Linked DNA regions of Mus musculus: all the other regions are linked to region 3. The links are chromatin contacts, called in public HiChIP or PLAC-seq and promoter capture Hi-C maps. All regions are on one chromosome and are shown on one strand. The core of a region is the stretch at or near the end of the contact, and the rest is flanking DNA. Distances in the headings are between cores, read along the strand shown. Region 1 has its middle 24 kb from the start of Nkx2-9. Region 2 holds the start of C87198 (expressed sequence C87198). Region 3 holds the start of Brms1l (breast cancer metastasis-suppressor 1-like). Region 4 holds the start of Pax9 (paired box 9). Region 5 has its middle 58 kb from the start of Mbip.

Region 1 (2,700 bases), core at 187-2,686, 800 kb before region 3:
TTCTCTCTGTGAAATGCAGACTATAGAAGACCAGCGAACCACTGCATGGCCATCGATGCCAGAGCATCCTCTTAGTGTTTATAGGGTTCCATTTACACTCTTTCCAAACATCATATGTCCTCTCAAGGGTCCGCTCCAGCAAAGGTCACACGCCCTCTCATGGGACTGTTTCAACAAAAATATCCTCTCACAAGACAGCTTCCTCAAAAACATCATGTGACACAAGTGATCTTCCAAAGAAACCAGAAATTTCCACTTCACAGGCTAAATCTTTTTCTGCCTTCTGTTCTACGGGGAGTGAAGGTGTTGTGCCTTGGGTAAAAAAGAAGGAAAATGCTATGTTGTTAGGTTGACCCAGTAGCTGGTCTATATGGTGAATAGAAGAAAATCCATGTTTATGGTCAAATAGCTTAGCATTAAAAGAAATAAAATCAAATGCTAATGATATTGTAACTAACCAATGGGTGTTTTCAACAACTGACTATCTCCTATATGTGAGTGTTTTGTTTGTATGTAATATGCGCATTATCACATGCATGCAGTGCTCACTGGAGTCCCTGGAAGTGGAGTGAGGGGCGCTTGTCACCATTAGGAGTCCCCAAAAAGCAAAGTGACAGAAGACTGAGACAGCTTTGACAACAGGTGTATAAATATAGTAAGTAGGAGGGAGTAATCCTAGTCTTTGTTAGAACAGTCAGGTTCGGTCCTTTGCAACTATTTATCATGATACCTCAAAACAGCAAGAAGATATAAGCTTGAGAGTTGCTAAAGCAAAACCCACTAATTACCCTGACTTAACACAATAGACTGTATCAAATGATCACATTGAACTTCAAAAATATACATAATCATAAGTCATTAAAATATTTAAAAGAAAAATATTAGCTGTATATCTGATATAATTTATTATTCGTTGTTATAACTCTCAAAGAAACTGCAGAAACGGTTCCTCAACAGGTTCCCCCGACCTTTGACAGTGCTCTCCTTGGAGAGTCTGGCGCATACATTTTTGGGGACACAAGAAGAGCATCTGGGATTATATTTTATAAACCATGACTCCTGGCCTTAGAGAAGATAACCCTCCCCAGTGTCCGGTGCTGCTCACGCAGACGAGGCATCGCAGATCAGAGAATCCTTTGGGAAGCTTGCCCTGTCTGCTAAACACACAGAACGGCTTTCAATTCCAGCAGGCAAAGCAAGGCCGGAAAGAGGTGGGTTGGATTGGTGGAGGAAGATTCTGGAATAAGAAGTCGAACTGAGTTATGTAGGAAGATGTGTTTAAAGCCAAGGTGGGAAGAATGAAAAACCTGTTTCAGAAAAGAAAAAGAGGAAAAAGCGTCCTGAGGATTACAGGGACTTGCCAACCTCTCCAAACAAAATTTGGGGTATTTTTACATGGAATTCTTGCACGTTGTAGGCTGAGCTCTAGGGGGCAGCAAAGACACAGGTTTCTTTGATAAGAACTCCACAGTCACAAATGCTTAGAAACCTTTCTAAGAATTAGAGTTTAGAAAAGTGTAATGTCAAATTAGTTCAGTCCTGTACTCTTATATAACAGGAGGAGGCTTTGTAAGCTGAAACGACTTCCTAAGATCGTCAGTTAGAAGATAGTGCAGGCCGCCCCCTCAACCCCCACCTACTCCACATTCTTTAAATGTGTTTTCCTGCCTTTAGTCAAGGTTTAGAGACAATCAATGTGTTTTCAGCCTGAAATCATTGCATCATTATGGATATTTGAGTTTAAACACATATTTCTGCCCGGTGACAAAGGACTGATTGGCTTGGGTAAGCCCGAGGCTGGTGTTTTTATATTGCCTTAATTAAACTTGGACAGAGAGGTTTTCTACATCGAGCCAGATTAAATTTCCTCAGCCAATACTTCCAGGCTTTAGCCTCTAGATGGCGACAAAGGACCTCTGCTTTGCTTTCTCACGGGTCCTTGAGGACCCCTGATCTAGAAGCTGAGGCTCCTTTAGACCCTTCATGGACTAACATAATTTCCCCTTAGCTAAGCTAATGACCAGGACCCGCTGCTCGTTTGCTGTAACTATTTTCATTACGATTCCCTGCCAATGTCTGTTATTAAACAGGTTTTGCTCTCTGTCGTGTCGTATGTTTGGCAGAGTCGTATTTAGAAAGAAGAGGATTTTCATTGAATTTTAGACCTCATAGCATTCATAAGGCTGCTGCCTCTTGTCTTTCCTGATCCTGTTTCTGTCTCTTCCCCTCTCGCCCCAGGCCAATCACCTTGCATGACTCTACCTCCCACCCTCCCCCCCCCCCCACACCCCCACACACACCCGGGGTTGCCACTCACTAATTAGCGAATGGTACTTACTAGCTTTGAACAGGTACTAAGAACCAAACTGAAAGGAAGAGAAAAGGAGTCTTATAGGTTGGAAAAGGGAAAGGGTGGTCTCTTACACATTGAGTTTCTAGTTTGGTGATACAGGATGAGAAAATCATTTTAGGAGGGGAATCCAACCGTGTGTGTGTGTGTGTGTGTGTGTGTGTGTGTGTGTGTGTGTTTGTGTGTGTGTGTGTGTGTATTCATACAAAGAGTAACTGTTAACAGAAAGTGGTCGAAGAAAGGCATGAAGGGCTTATGAAAATGAAGAGCTGCGAATTCACCTGCACACTGCAGACCTACTAGGTTCCAGCCACTATGGACCATTATGTCTATTTATCAACACCTAAGCA
Region 2 (2,700 bases), core at 3-2,502, 750 kb before region 3:
GTACATGTCTCTCACTCTCTTCCCCGTGGCAGATTTTTATTGATGCGTTTTAATGCATTGTTTGTTTACTTTATTTTGAGGCACTGGGAGTGGTGCCCAGGGTCTCATGAAGGCTAGCCAAATGCTGCACACTCCATCTGAAGAAGAAGGAAGGGAGGGAGGAAGGAGATAAGGAAGGTATATATACATGTGTGGGGTGGGCCAGATCTGATGGCCTGATGTCACCTGATTTAAGACCTTTAAAAATAGCTAATACTTTCTATGATTTATTTTTTTTTCCTAGTGCTGAAATAAAATTTGATGAAGACTGAATCTTTGTTAAGAAAAGTGAGGCCAGCAGACCACTCCCTCGTTGATTTCTGCGGTGCTGTTTGCTTCAACCTCTAGAGGGCAGCATGCCATCAAGGAAACTCACCAGGAGCCCAGGTAGAACCCGTTTAGATGACCAGTTGTCTGAAGTCCGAGTCATGTTGACCTTAAAGGAGGGAGAAGGGGGCTGCCTGGAAAATCCCAGAAAGATACAATACCAAAATGTAAGCAACCATTCATTATAATTTCTAATGATTATTAAATACTGGGTTATTTTGAACCCATCAGATGAATACCCTGGTAAATAAATAAATCTGATGAATGTGGATGGTTACCTGCAGGAACAAAGTCACTAAGGAAGAAGCAGGTGGTTTCTCAGACCGGGTTCCATCTTCAAAAGTGATTTCCAGCTGTGACCTCATCTCTCCAGACTCTTCAAACCTGTGCATCACAAGCTAGGGATAGAAGCCCCAGCTCTTCCTTACTCCATACCACCTACTTCCTTCAGTTAATTCTGGGCTCATTTTAGTATAGGGACCCAACGTCACTGTCTTAGCCAGGGTTTCTATTCCTGCACAAACATTAGACTGCTTTTTCTTTCCAGAGCTGAACCCATGCGTGCCAGCAGCTTGAAGCTCAGTGACTTACTTTTATCAACATGAAACCCTCTACCTCCATCTCTCTGTCTTGTTTTCTTCTGAATTATTTTCTGATTTCTAAAAAAAATATGTTTTTATTTGAAATAGCATTTGTCACTTGCTGTCTTAGGCAGGGTTTCTATTCCTATACCAAACATCATGAACAAGAACTCTCAAGTTGGGTTTATTCAGCTTACACTTTCCACATTGCTGTTGATCACCAAAGGATGCAGGACTAGAACTCAAGCAGGTCAGGAAGCAGGAACTGATGCAGAGGCCACGGAGGGATGTTCTTTACTGGCTTGCTTGCTTCCCCTGGTTTGCTCAGCCTGCTCCCTTATAGAACACAAGACTACCAGCCCAGAGATGGTCCCACCCACAAGGGGCCTTTCCCCCTTGATCACTAATTGAGAAAATGCCCCACAGCTGGATCTCATGGAGGCATTTCCTCAACTGAAGCTCCTTTCTCTGTGATAACTCCAGCCTGTGTCAAATTGACACAAAATCAGCCAATACAGTCACCTACATTTGGGATCTTGATCACTGACTCGGGGCTTCTAGTATTAATGTCACTTCCTTCACTTAACCCTGTTGTAACCTGCTCATTCAGAACAGGGAAGAGCCACAGCTACACCGCAGGAAAGCCCTGGAACGCAAGCTTCTGGGACCATCCACCCCTGCATCTCCTGGGCTCACACAGAGGCAGGTCTTACATCAGAGGGTTTTGCTCTGCTCTCTGGGATATTCAGGATCTCGGTCTAAACTCACCCACTAATCGGAGCCTTAGGATTTTAATATGCAAAATTAAGGCTGCCAAGTGCCTTCCCTACCTTCTACGGATGCAGATGCAGACAACTAGGCACTTTGATGCCAAGATCATCTTGGAGAACACAGAACAAGATCACATCTATTCAGAGGCACACCTTTGATATCCCTACACACCAACTCTGGGTGCCTTGGATAGTTGATGACTACTGTCTTCTTCAAAAGATATCTAGGATCGGTTGGGATAAAAGCTTTCATGTATGTGTGGGCTGTTGTCAAACAGGACACTAGAATATTTCTTTTATGAAAAACTAACACTTCCAATATTGAAAGGCAGTATCCATTAATTCAATCGAACATTATTTTCATAAGCAAATATGTTTGAGAAAATTAGCAAGCAAATGCATAAATAAATTACCTACATTGAAAGCTGTTACTGGCAGGTATGATAACATGTTTCGTGTTCACTAGTTTCCATTTCTTTTGAAGTGAATTTCTGGCTGCCTGTGTTTATGTCACAGGTGGTATCCTCACCTGCTTCATTAAGGCCTGTTTAGAATACAGTTCTAATGTAGGTTTTATTCCATGTAAAGCCACCTAGAGATAATTTTAAATGATCAGATCGACTAACAAACACGTAATCAAGGAGCTCTTAAGATTTTATTAAAATTCAGGTCTTTCACCATTAGCAAACCTGCTTCATTAACATATTAATAGATAATGTTCCTGCTCATAATTAGCGCGGATTTTCTTTGCATTACATTGTAGTTGAAAGAATTCAGGTGGGGTTGTGTAAAGTTGTTTTTTTTTTAATTCCTGCTAACAAAGCACCTGGAAGTGCCACTGAATCCTGCTGACCACAGTTTGCATTTTCATCTGCTTCCTTCTCCCCACGTTCTCCTTATTAAACTCAGTTCTGTGATTGATTTTCTGCATAGCCAGGCCACTATGAATGACAATGGTAAGCCACGAAGCACAGCAGTCTGGC
Region 3 (2,700 bases), core at 122-2,621:
CTGTCACAACTACCATGAATTCATGAGTTCAACTGTCCTGCTGAGTAAGCAAAACACTGTTCTTCAACGGAGATAACTATAAATTTATCCTCATGTTTATTTATGAGTATAATGAGTATGAGTATATAAATGAGTATATGAGTATAAATATTTATGAGTAAAAACTTCATAAATATTTACTTTTGGATGGCTGACTTATCGGCATTACATGCTTCCAAGTATACTTTTTTGACAGACAAACCTGAAAAAAAAAAAGGTGTGAGGTGATACCACAGTCATTAACCTGTTATCAATGCTTCCCATTACACAGCCAAAACCAGGGTTAGACAAAGCCATTCTCAGTCTGTCATATGGTTAGAGGAAGATCCGGGAAATCAGTTCCATTCATTTTATTAAAGTATTAAAAGACTTATAAGGGGTTAGAAACAGCCCAAAGTTACAAAATAACCAAAGCTTGAAGATTCTGGGAATGTCAACACTGCCCACATCTTCCAGATTAAAAACTGACAAAGATTCCAAATGATCCCTCAGGCTGGTCCCTTCTTCGTCTTGAAAACTTTTGGGACCTATTATGAACCTGAGAGTTCCCAAGTCAGTCCTCTGATGACAGTACTGGTGAGAGGCTGACCTGAAAGCTAAGGTTGATGAGTGGCAAGCCCGCCAAGGACCAAGGCAAATTTATCCTCAGCCCCCACAAAAACGCTGACAAAGGTTGCTGAGACTACTAGTAAAGAGGTCGGTGGTGTCAGCTAAGGGACATTTGCAGTCTTCCAGACCAGCCAGCCGGACATTCCACTCCGGAGCCGGTAGCCCCAGGGTACTGCCAGGTGACCCTAGGGCGGGTCCCACAGTGCACAGAATCGCCTCGGGTCCTCAAAGCCTGCGGGCGCCCAGCCCACCGGGAGCCAGAGCCAGAACTGGAGCCCGCGGCGACCCGCAGCTCCGGGTGCCAGACGCCGAGCCAGTCCCCGCCCCTTCCCCATCTCCCCGCCCCGCGCTCGCAGCAGGACGCACCGCCCGGCGTGAGCACCGCGGCCTGTCGCGCGCGCGGCGCAAGGGACCCGGCATCCCCGCCCAGCTGGGTAGCGCACCTGAACTGTCCCCATCCTCCGAGACCGACGAGCTCTCGGTGTCCTCGTCTTCGGAACTGCTCCCCTCGTTCTCCGCGTAGTCCACCTCCATCTCATCGTGATGATTCGTCTCCTTCTTATCCCCTCGAGAATGGACCGGCATTTTCCAACCTCGCCGTCGCTTCCCACTTCCTGCTCCCAGCCCGGCCACTGCCGCTTCGGTGAAGGGCGCGCCGAACGCCCCGACCCACCCGGCCACCGAGCTGGATCCGAAACCCTCGACTCCTCCCCACCCCCGGCCTCAGCCTCACAACCTAACCCGCAGGCTTGCGCTGCGAGCTCTGCCATTGGTCAAGGCTGTCCCGGAGCTAGAGGCGTGGCTTGTCTTGCAAGCGAACGATTGGTTACCGGTGATTACGGCGCGGCCTTCCGCTGTCTGTCGGGAATTGTAGTCCTTAGGCCTCAGAGCTTCAGGGGCTATGGGTTTCTAAGATTCAGCTGCCTTAATCGCTTCTCACTTCGGACTTCAAGTCCCACAAGGCAGGAAAGCTGACATACTGGGACGCAGTTTATAAACTAAACAGAAACAGATTGTGCGGATTTGGTCTGTACTTATCCTTTTCCCGCCAAGTGGTTATCTGATCTGCCTAGCTACTCAAACTGTGAGAAGAATGTGAAAAGATCCTTTGCCTGAAAGGGTCTTTGCATACTCTGTGAGCCTGGAGGGTTACAGAATCGTCTCTTCTACACTAGTAGTACCTTTAGTACAGCTAGTAAACTATTAAATTGAATTGTATGTGTAAGAAATAATTTTCACAAAGAAAATTTCATTGTTCTTGGAATTTTTACAACCAAAACTACAGAGGGGAAGGAAATTTTATCTTAGTATTTCAATCTTGCGTTCTTACTTTTTTTTTTTTTTTTTAATGGAAGAAGCTACCCAAATTAAATTGATTTAATTTCAGGTTCCAGTGAAAAATAAATATTTGACTTAAAAAGATGTCATTTTTTTTTTTTCAAAAACAGGATTACACAGACAAGGACGATGCCATAACTACCATAATAATCGTAACTTATAACCGATCACTTTCACTCTTTATCAGGTTATCTTGGTAAATTCACTGCATGGATTTGCTGAGTTCAATTTTTAGTTTAATAGCCCTAAGGTAGGAGTCGGTATTATGTCCATTTTATCAACAAAATATATGGTTAAAGTATTAAAGGGACACCAGGAAGTAGAATGAAACTTAGCTGTCCTGGAACTTGCTCAGTAGGCTGACCTTGAGTTTAGTGATCTGCACGGCTCTGTCTCCTGGGATTAAAGGTATGTTCCATCACACATAGACTTAAATTTAGCTGAGTGGGATCTGTTATCTCCTAAAACAAAAGATTTTGCTCTGTTCTACTTCCCGGTGTCCCTTTAAATATTTTTCCTTTCTCAGCTTGCTCATTTTCTTACAGGTTCAGAGGTTCTGTCCATTACCATCAAGGCGGGAGCATGCCAGCATCCGGAGGAGCTGAGGGTCCTACATCATCTTATTCAGACTGGCTCCCAGGGAGCTAGGATGAGGGTCTTAAAGCCCATGCCCACAACGACACACTTGCTCTAACACCTACTGCAGCAAGGCCA
Region 4 (2,700 bases), core at 31-2,530, 860 kb before region 3:
TGTAGCGCGCCAGGATCTTGCTGACGCAGCCGTGCGAGACCCGTAGCTGGCGGCTGATGTCACAAGGTCGGATGCCCAGTTGGGCTAATTCCACGATGCGAAGCCGAATGGCGTTGGGCAGCGGCCTTCCGTTCACGAACACTCCTCCCAGCTGGTTCACCTCCCCGAAGGCTGGCTCTGCAAAAGGAGCACAGAGCGCGCCACAACGCGCACCAACTGCTTGGGACAGCCGCCTGCCACTCGGCCTCCAAGAGCGTCCAGGGGCAGGGTTATGACACCCTTCTATAAGGACTGGGGTTGCCCCGAAACCAGACTGTTCCGGCCTGAGCCAAACGTCTCAAAACAAGCTGCGGCCAGACCTCGCTCCTACTTTGCGATTCCCAACAACAAACAAGAAGAGAGACCCAGGGCAACTCCGGACACTTAAAACTCTCCGAAGCAGGCGGGGAAATCGGTTCTGAGGCTCCAGCGCGCCCCTCTTTGCCTGCCTGGTACCAAAACACTCGGCCCTTGCTCCCTTCCACCGCCTTACCCCTCCCTTCTGCGGGGTTAGACGCAGTCCAGAGAAAGCTGGGGGGGGGGTGTTTTTGTTCTGTTTTGCTTGCAAGTGTAAACACGTGTGCAACAAAACTTGGATTGACACTGGAGCTGCGAGATTCGCCAATGCCACGGCCCTCTTCCCTTAAATCGCAAAATGGCATCAATTGTCACCCAGTGGCTCTCACAGAACCCTTTCCGCCACTGACCCTTGGAGGGTGCTTACAGCTCGACGGACGCAGTCTGAGTCAATACAGCGCGGTGGCGCGCCTCAGCTCCCTCCCTCTAGCCCTCGCCTGCTCGCTCCCTCCCTCCTCGGATCTGACAACGTCCCCCATCAGCCACTCACCCATTGCTCTGAGCAGTACACCAACCCGGCCCCAGTTCCGCACTCCCAGAAAGAAACTTTTTTCTTGTTCTCACTGAGCCGGCCTGTCGCTGCTCCAAGCCGAGGGTGCCTTGGCTTCTTCCCGGGAGGAGGCGACAAGAGTGCCAAAGGAAAGAGTAAAAGGAAGTCTGTGCCGGGCTGAAAGAGGCTTGAGTTCTGCATTTCAATCTAAGCAGCAACGTGGGCTGGGCTGAGCAGGGCCGGGCGGCTCAGTCTATCACTCACTTGTGACACACCCCAAAAGAGGTGGGCCCGCGAGCAATCTGCGTTGTAATTGGTGCAGGCCGGTGAGTGACAGCTCAGTCCGGGAAACTCCTTCCGCCGTCTGTTTCTGGCTGGCTCCGCACCTGGGTGACTAAATACAATGAATAAGAGTGTTTGACGTCTTCCCAGGGGCGCCGCAAACAGAGTGCAAAATCAAGCTGATAAAAATGCTGAATAAGCGAACAGAAGCTTTGGTCTCGGTTTGAATAACTTTAAGTGGGTAGAGACCGAGGACACCTTTTGGGGAAGAGATGAATTTGTCAAATTAAAGTTGGAGGTTAGAGCTCTCAGAGAACAAGTGGCACGACCCTTAAGGGATGACTGAGAACTACCTGTCATGCTGACCTTTGGGGACTGTCAGAATCTTGTCCACAAATTCTATCTCCTTCCAGTTCACTCAGGATGGGGAGAAGTCGAGTGGAGGAGGCGCTTGAGGTGTAAGGACAAGAGACTCCTTCCCGTACCCCGCCCGAAGTGGTTAGTCCAGCAGTGAGGGGCTAAACCTCAGTCAAGCAGGATCCTAGCAGAGGCCAGGTGCAGTGAGGAAAAAAAAATTAAAAAACCAGACTAAAGAGGAGCACAGGACGTCCACGGGGAAGGAGGGTTGATCCCCGGAGCGCTGGTGGCAGTGGCCACGTCCATCCCATCCCACCCCCTTGCATCACTCACCCAGGGTCCTGGTTTCCGTGTGTAAGAATTTGCCAGGGTTCTCAACACCATAGAGCCACCTTGAAAGGTTTGATTTTAAATATGAAAGTCAGCCCCAAGGAGGTACCCGCTGACACTGCCTCTGAGCATCTGTATGTAATTCCCCGCGACTTCAGCTTAGCTACCACAGATGCTGTGTGGTTCTGCCTACCTGGGGATTTTTCACTTTCATTCACCCAAATCCGAAACGGATAGAAGAGTTTGGGACAGAGAAATGCATTTCTTTATGGAGACAAGGTTGTGACGTATGTGGACGAAATAAGGAAGAGAAGCATTGTGAATGGATTCGGGTATTTGTGTGACACCGGAAAGTGGATGATATTACTTCGTCTCCATCACAACAGCCCTCTCTTTAACACATATCCAGGATGTAGGTGATGCGCGCACTCTCCCGAAGGTTCTGCACACAAAGAAATCAGAGGAATCCCGATGTTCACCAGTAAATGACAAGAGCCCAGGACGTCTAGTAATCAGTCTTGGAGCTGACCATTGATCTCCAGGCATCTGCTTCTGTGGTGGGTGTGCACCCTGAATTCAAGTTACAATCAAGTTAAGGATTGAAAGATTACTTCAAATGTCTTTTATTGCAGTCAGGTATTTCCACAATGAGGCTTCACAAATAGAAATACTTGAACATAGCCCCCCCCCCCCTTTATTTGTTGGTTTCAGATGTTCAAAGTCATTTCAAGGCTCGACTTTGTGGTTTCATCCTTGTCTCCGCTCAATACTTGTATTGCGTAGTCAGGTGCTTTATAACAAGGAAAGCCAAGATTTCAGAAGCACCCCCAGCCCCATGCTATAGT
Region 5 (2,700 bases), core at 46-2,545, 570 kb before region 3:
CAGTCAAACTGCTTGCCAGCAGAGGGCAGCACACATCTGTGGCCTTGCACATGCTCAGATACGCTTTGGGTATTCCCTTTGAAGGTCAACTCAAAAGAGGGGCAGGGTATTGTATCAGGGGTCACCAGCACACCATGTGGTTTATATCATCCAGTTTCAACCAGATCATATCTCCAGTTTATGGTGACCAGGACAACTCAAGGAAAAGATCCTCTTCCCTTCCAGACAGCTGAATGTGGGTTGTTGTAAAGATCATTTAGAGACACACCTAGGGTAGGCTTTCTCTAAGATTTTTGGATGAGTTCTCTTATTGGTTGTTCAAAGTGGTGTGGTCAATCTTGAAGCCATATTCTACACACAGAACAACAAAATCGGACCCAGAAGATAATATTTATGTATATTTGTGCATAAATATGTGTATATATATATGCATGTATGTATATATATATGTATGTGTATATGCGTGTGTATGTGTGTGTGTATATGTGTGTGTATATATGTGTATATACACACATATATTTTTACATATATAAAGCATATACTCAAAGAAGAGGGTATCAACTTGAAAGTGAAAGGACATGGGAAGAGTTTAAGGAAGGGTAGTTGGGAGGGGCTGGAGGGAGGAAACAGAGAGAGGAAATGATGCAATACTCTTTCAATTAAAAACATTAAAAAAAAGACTTCAGAAAAAAATCACAGAGATTTAATTTTTGTTCAGAGGGGTTTTGTGTTTTATTATGGGGTCCTGAGGCTTATAAGAGATTCTCTTCCCCACCCCCACCCCCACCCTCAAAGACAAATCGTATCTAGATATTTAAAAGAAATTATTCAATTTGTGTCTACATGAACAAGAAACCCTCTCTTTACCTGTAGAAAGGTATCTACAATTAAAAAGACCTTAAGAGGAGCCATCTACCCCATGTGAGCTAATACCCACTTCAGCTAACTCAAATGATTGCTTTTGGAAGGGCTTCTGATCTCAGCTATAAGAGAAAACCATTTTTTCAGTAGATTGAGCAAGGGTTGATGCTAATGGGGTCCTTAAATTCTAGGGCTAACCCAGGTCAATTGATACATTGTTTCTTCTACGAAGCATTAGTTTTGTAAGTTGAATGATCATTGTAACAATTGTGCTTGCTGCCAGGATGGCACATTTCTCAGCAATGAGGAGACGATGCTGTTGCTAAATATGTCTTCAGGAAATGAAGTCGTCTTCTGGGTACTTCTGAGTGACAAACATGAGCACACCATCCCATCACTGTGATGTTACTTGAGTTTGCAAGTGAAAACTCCCAAAGGAGTCACAAGATGTCTCCTCTAGAGGGTTGGGGTGATGATCGTTGCTCACAGGAGGGCCCCTGGGAGAGTTGAAGAGAGATCCAGAATAGATACTGAGGTGACAACACAAGGGTCGGGGCGAGGACTCAGGGAATTCAAAATATATACAGAAATAGACAGAATAGCCTAATAAATTACCATGGTTTGAATAGTTAACACTACCAATATATCCATGAGCTTACCTTTTCTACAGTACACATTTCCACCTGCTATGCTGGACTATCCTAAAATATCACTATTAATAGTACTGTGCTGATTTAATTTTTATTTAGTCAAGTTTACTAGGTTTTTGTTGTTGTTGTTGGGATTTTTTTTGCCAGTATTTGGATCAGGTTGAGACCTCTCTCTCTCTCTCTCTCTCTCTCTCTCTCTCTCTCTCTCTCTCTCTCATATACACACACACACACACACACACACACACACACACACACACACACAAAACCTTTGGTACTGTTCTAAAGATGAGGGAAATGAGCTCTAGAGTCCACAGTGGCCCAGTTTATAGAGAAGGTAGATGAAACCTTGGCAACCTGAGGCAGGTCTCCTCCTGACCGGTGCACCATGTCTCTGCCTAGTGAGCCTTCCACAGCTCATGATCACACTCATGTTTGTTCATGCTTGGCTGCTGAACGGTGAAATCACTCCGTTCCAGGGTGGCTGCTTTTACAAGCCTTTGAAGGCAGTGTGCCGTGAAGGGGAGGCTGCCCATAGATTCCCTTGAGATTATCACGAAAGCCCCTGCACCCTGTCTGAAGGCACTCTACATATTTGCATAGATGGACTCAAACATGCATGTGCGAACATATGCAACACAATCACACACCAGATGTCAAAAGAGCATCCAGGGACTTGTTTGCTCATTATTATGTCACCTCAGCATGAGTCAGTAAACACATTTTCAGTTACCTGGAACCTGGATTGGATACTACTGGTTTTTTTGTTTATGTGTTTAATTGTTTTGTTTTGTTTTTAATTTGGTTTTCTAGAGAACAGTATACTTTGATTATATTTGTGTTTGTAGGCAGATGACAATGACCTATTTAATCAATACATCTAAAGGCTAAGGGGTAAACTATATTATTCAGGTTCTTCAAAAAAGCTTATGCTAATTTAACTTGACCCGTAGCATTTCAGGTTAATATGATTTGGATGACATGTATCATTTTTAGAAATTGATGTTTTTGTTGCTGGTTTCTCCTGACATGTCTGAGCTATAATATGGAATGTGATACTCCTTCAACAAAGAAGGTAATTCTCACTAGTGAGGGTAATTAATGGCTATTTGATCATATCACAGCATAGAAACGATGTTTTTGCCACACAATAGGTTTCCTAATTGGTGAACCAAGGATGACCACGTTC

Evidence for each region. Promoter capture Hi-C pulls out the DNA fragments that hold promoters and counts their contacts. HiChIP or PLAC-seq counts read pairs in DNA pulled down with a chosen protein or histone mark.
Region 1: an H3K4me3 HiChIP or PLAC-seq map of neural progenitor cells shows a contact between it and region 3, with 8 times the contacts expected there. The contact joins the enhancer-like site here to the promoter of Brms1l in region 3. A contact is called at or near these places in 9 of 39 promoter capture datasets (the SN4741 cell line, cranial neural crest, embryonic stem cells and 6 more), 3 of 484 Hi-C or Micro-C datasets (cortical neurons, cranial neural crest and nephron progenitors) and 9 of 115 datasets of contacts at active chromatin or transcription factors (astrocytes, embryonic basal ganglia, embryonic stem cells and 4 more).
Region 2: an H3K4me3 HiChIP or PLAC-seq map of stem cell-derived neural progenitor cells shows a contact between it and region 3, with 3 times the contacts expected there. The contact joins the promoter of C87198 here to the promoter of Brms1l in region 3. A contact is called at or near these places in 9 of 39 promoter capture datasets (the C10 cell line, the HPC-7 cell line, HPC-7-derived erythroid cells and 7 more) and 6 of 115 datasets of contacts at active chromatin or transcription factors (embryonic stem cells, large pre-B cells, neural tube and 1 more).
Region 4: an H3K4me3 HiChIP or PLAC-seq map of embryonic stem cells shows a contact between it and region 3, with 7 times the contacts expected there. The contact joins the promoter of Pax9 here to the promoter of Brms1l in region 3. A contact is called at or near these places in 6 of 115 datasets of contacts at active chromatin or transcription factors (astrocytes, embryonic hindbrain, embryonic midbrain and 2 more) and 1 of 9 other capture datasets (adipose tissue).
Region 5: a contact with region 3 is called in a promoter capture Hi-C map of pre-B cells, with 3 times the contacts expected there. The contact joins the enhancer-like site here to the promoter of Brms1l in region 3. A contact is called at or near these places in 5 of 39 promoter capture datasets (the C10 cell line, embryonic stem cells, pre-B cells and 1 more), 1 of 15 datasets of contacts at CTCF or cohesin (pro-B cells), 5 of 484 Hi-C or Micro-C datasets (B cells, the C10 cell line, centroblasts and 2 more) and 6 of 115 datasets of contacts at active chromatin or transcription factors (the 230-238 cell line, astrocytes, embryonic midbrain and 3 more).

Annotation. Positions count from the first base shown.
Region 1 is chr12:56,636,192-56,638,891 of GRCm38.p6, reverse strand. No RefSeq gene overlaps it. Among named protein-coding and RNA genes, the nearest start is that of Nkx2-9, 24 kb to the right of the region's middle. Within about 2 kb of position 1,436, at least 7 of the 459 cell types and tissues checked have an H3K27ac peak or open chromatin away from gene starts, as enhancers often do. A contact at or near this core is called in neural progenitor cells, where this site is marked.
Region 2 is chr12:56,589,611-56,592,310 of GRCm38.p6, reverse strand. It overlaps C87198 (expressed sequence C87198), which reads right to left and starts at 1,252. Exons shown (of 5, transcript NR_046003.1): 1 at 1,145-1,252; 2 at 645-764; 3 at 416-500. All of the region lies in intron 2 of Gm26973 (a long non-coding RNA gene), which reads right to left.
Region 3 is chr12:55,835,037-55,837,736 of GRCm38.p6, reverse strand. It overlaps Brms1l (breast cancer metastasis-suppressor 1-like), which reads right to left and starts at 1,371. Exons shown (of 10, transcript NM_001037756.3): 1 at 1,092-1,371. The coding sequence starts at 1,233.
Region 4 is chr12:56,694,051-56,696,750 of GRCm38.p6, reverse strand. It overlaps Pax9 (paired box 9), which reads right to left and starts at 1,280. Exons shown (of 4, transcript NM_011041.3): 1 at 887-1,280; 2 at 1-177. The coding sequence starts at 890. Gm15524 (a long non-coding RNA gene) reads left to right here and starts at 1,984. Exons shown (of 3, transcript XR_003950120.1): 1 at 1,984-2,700.
Region 5 is chr12:56,402,381-56,405,080 of GRCm38.p6, reverse strand. No RefSeq gene overlaps it. Among named protein-coding and RNA genes, the nearest start is that of Mbip, 58 kb to the right of the region's middle. Within about 2 kb of position 1,295, at least 23 of the 459 cell types and tissues checked have an H3K27ac peak or open chromatin away from gene starts, as enhancers often do. A contact at or near this core is called in the 230-238 cell line, B cells, centroblasts and 2 more, where this site is marked.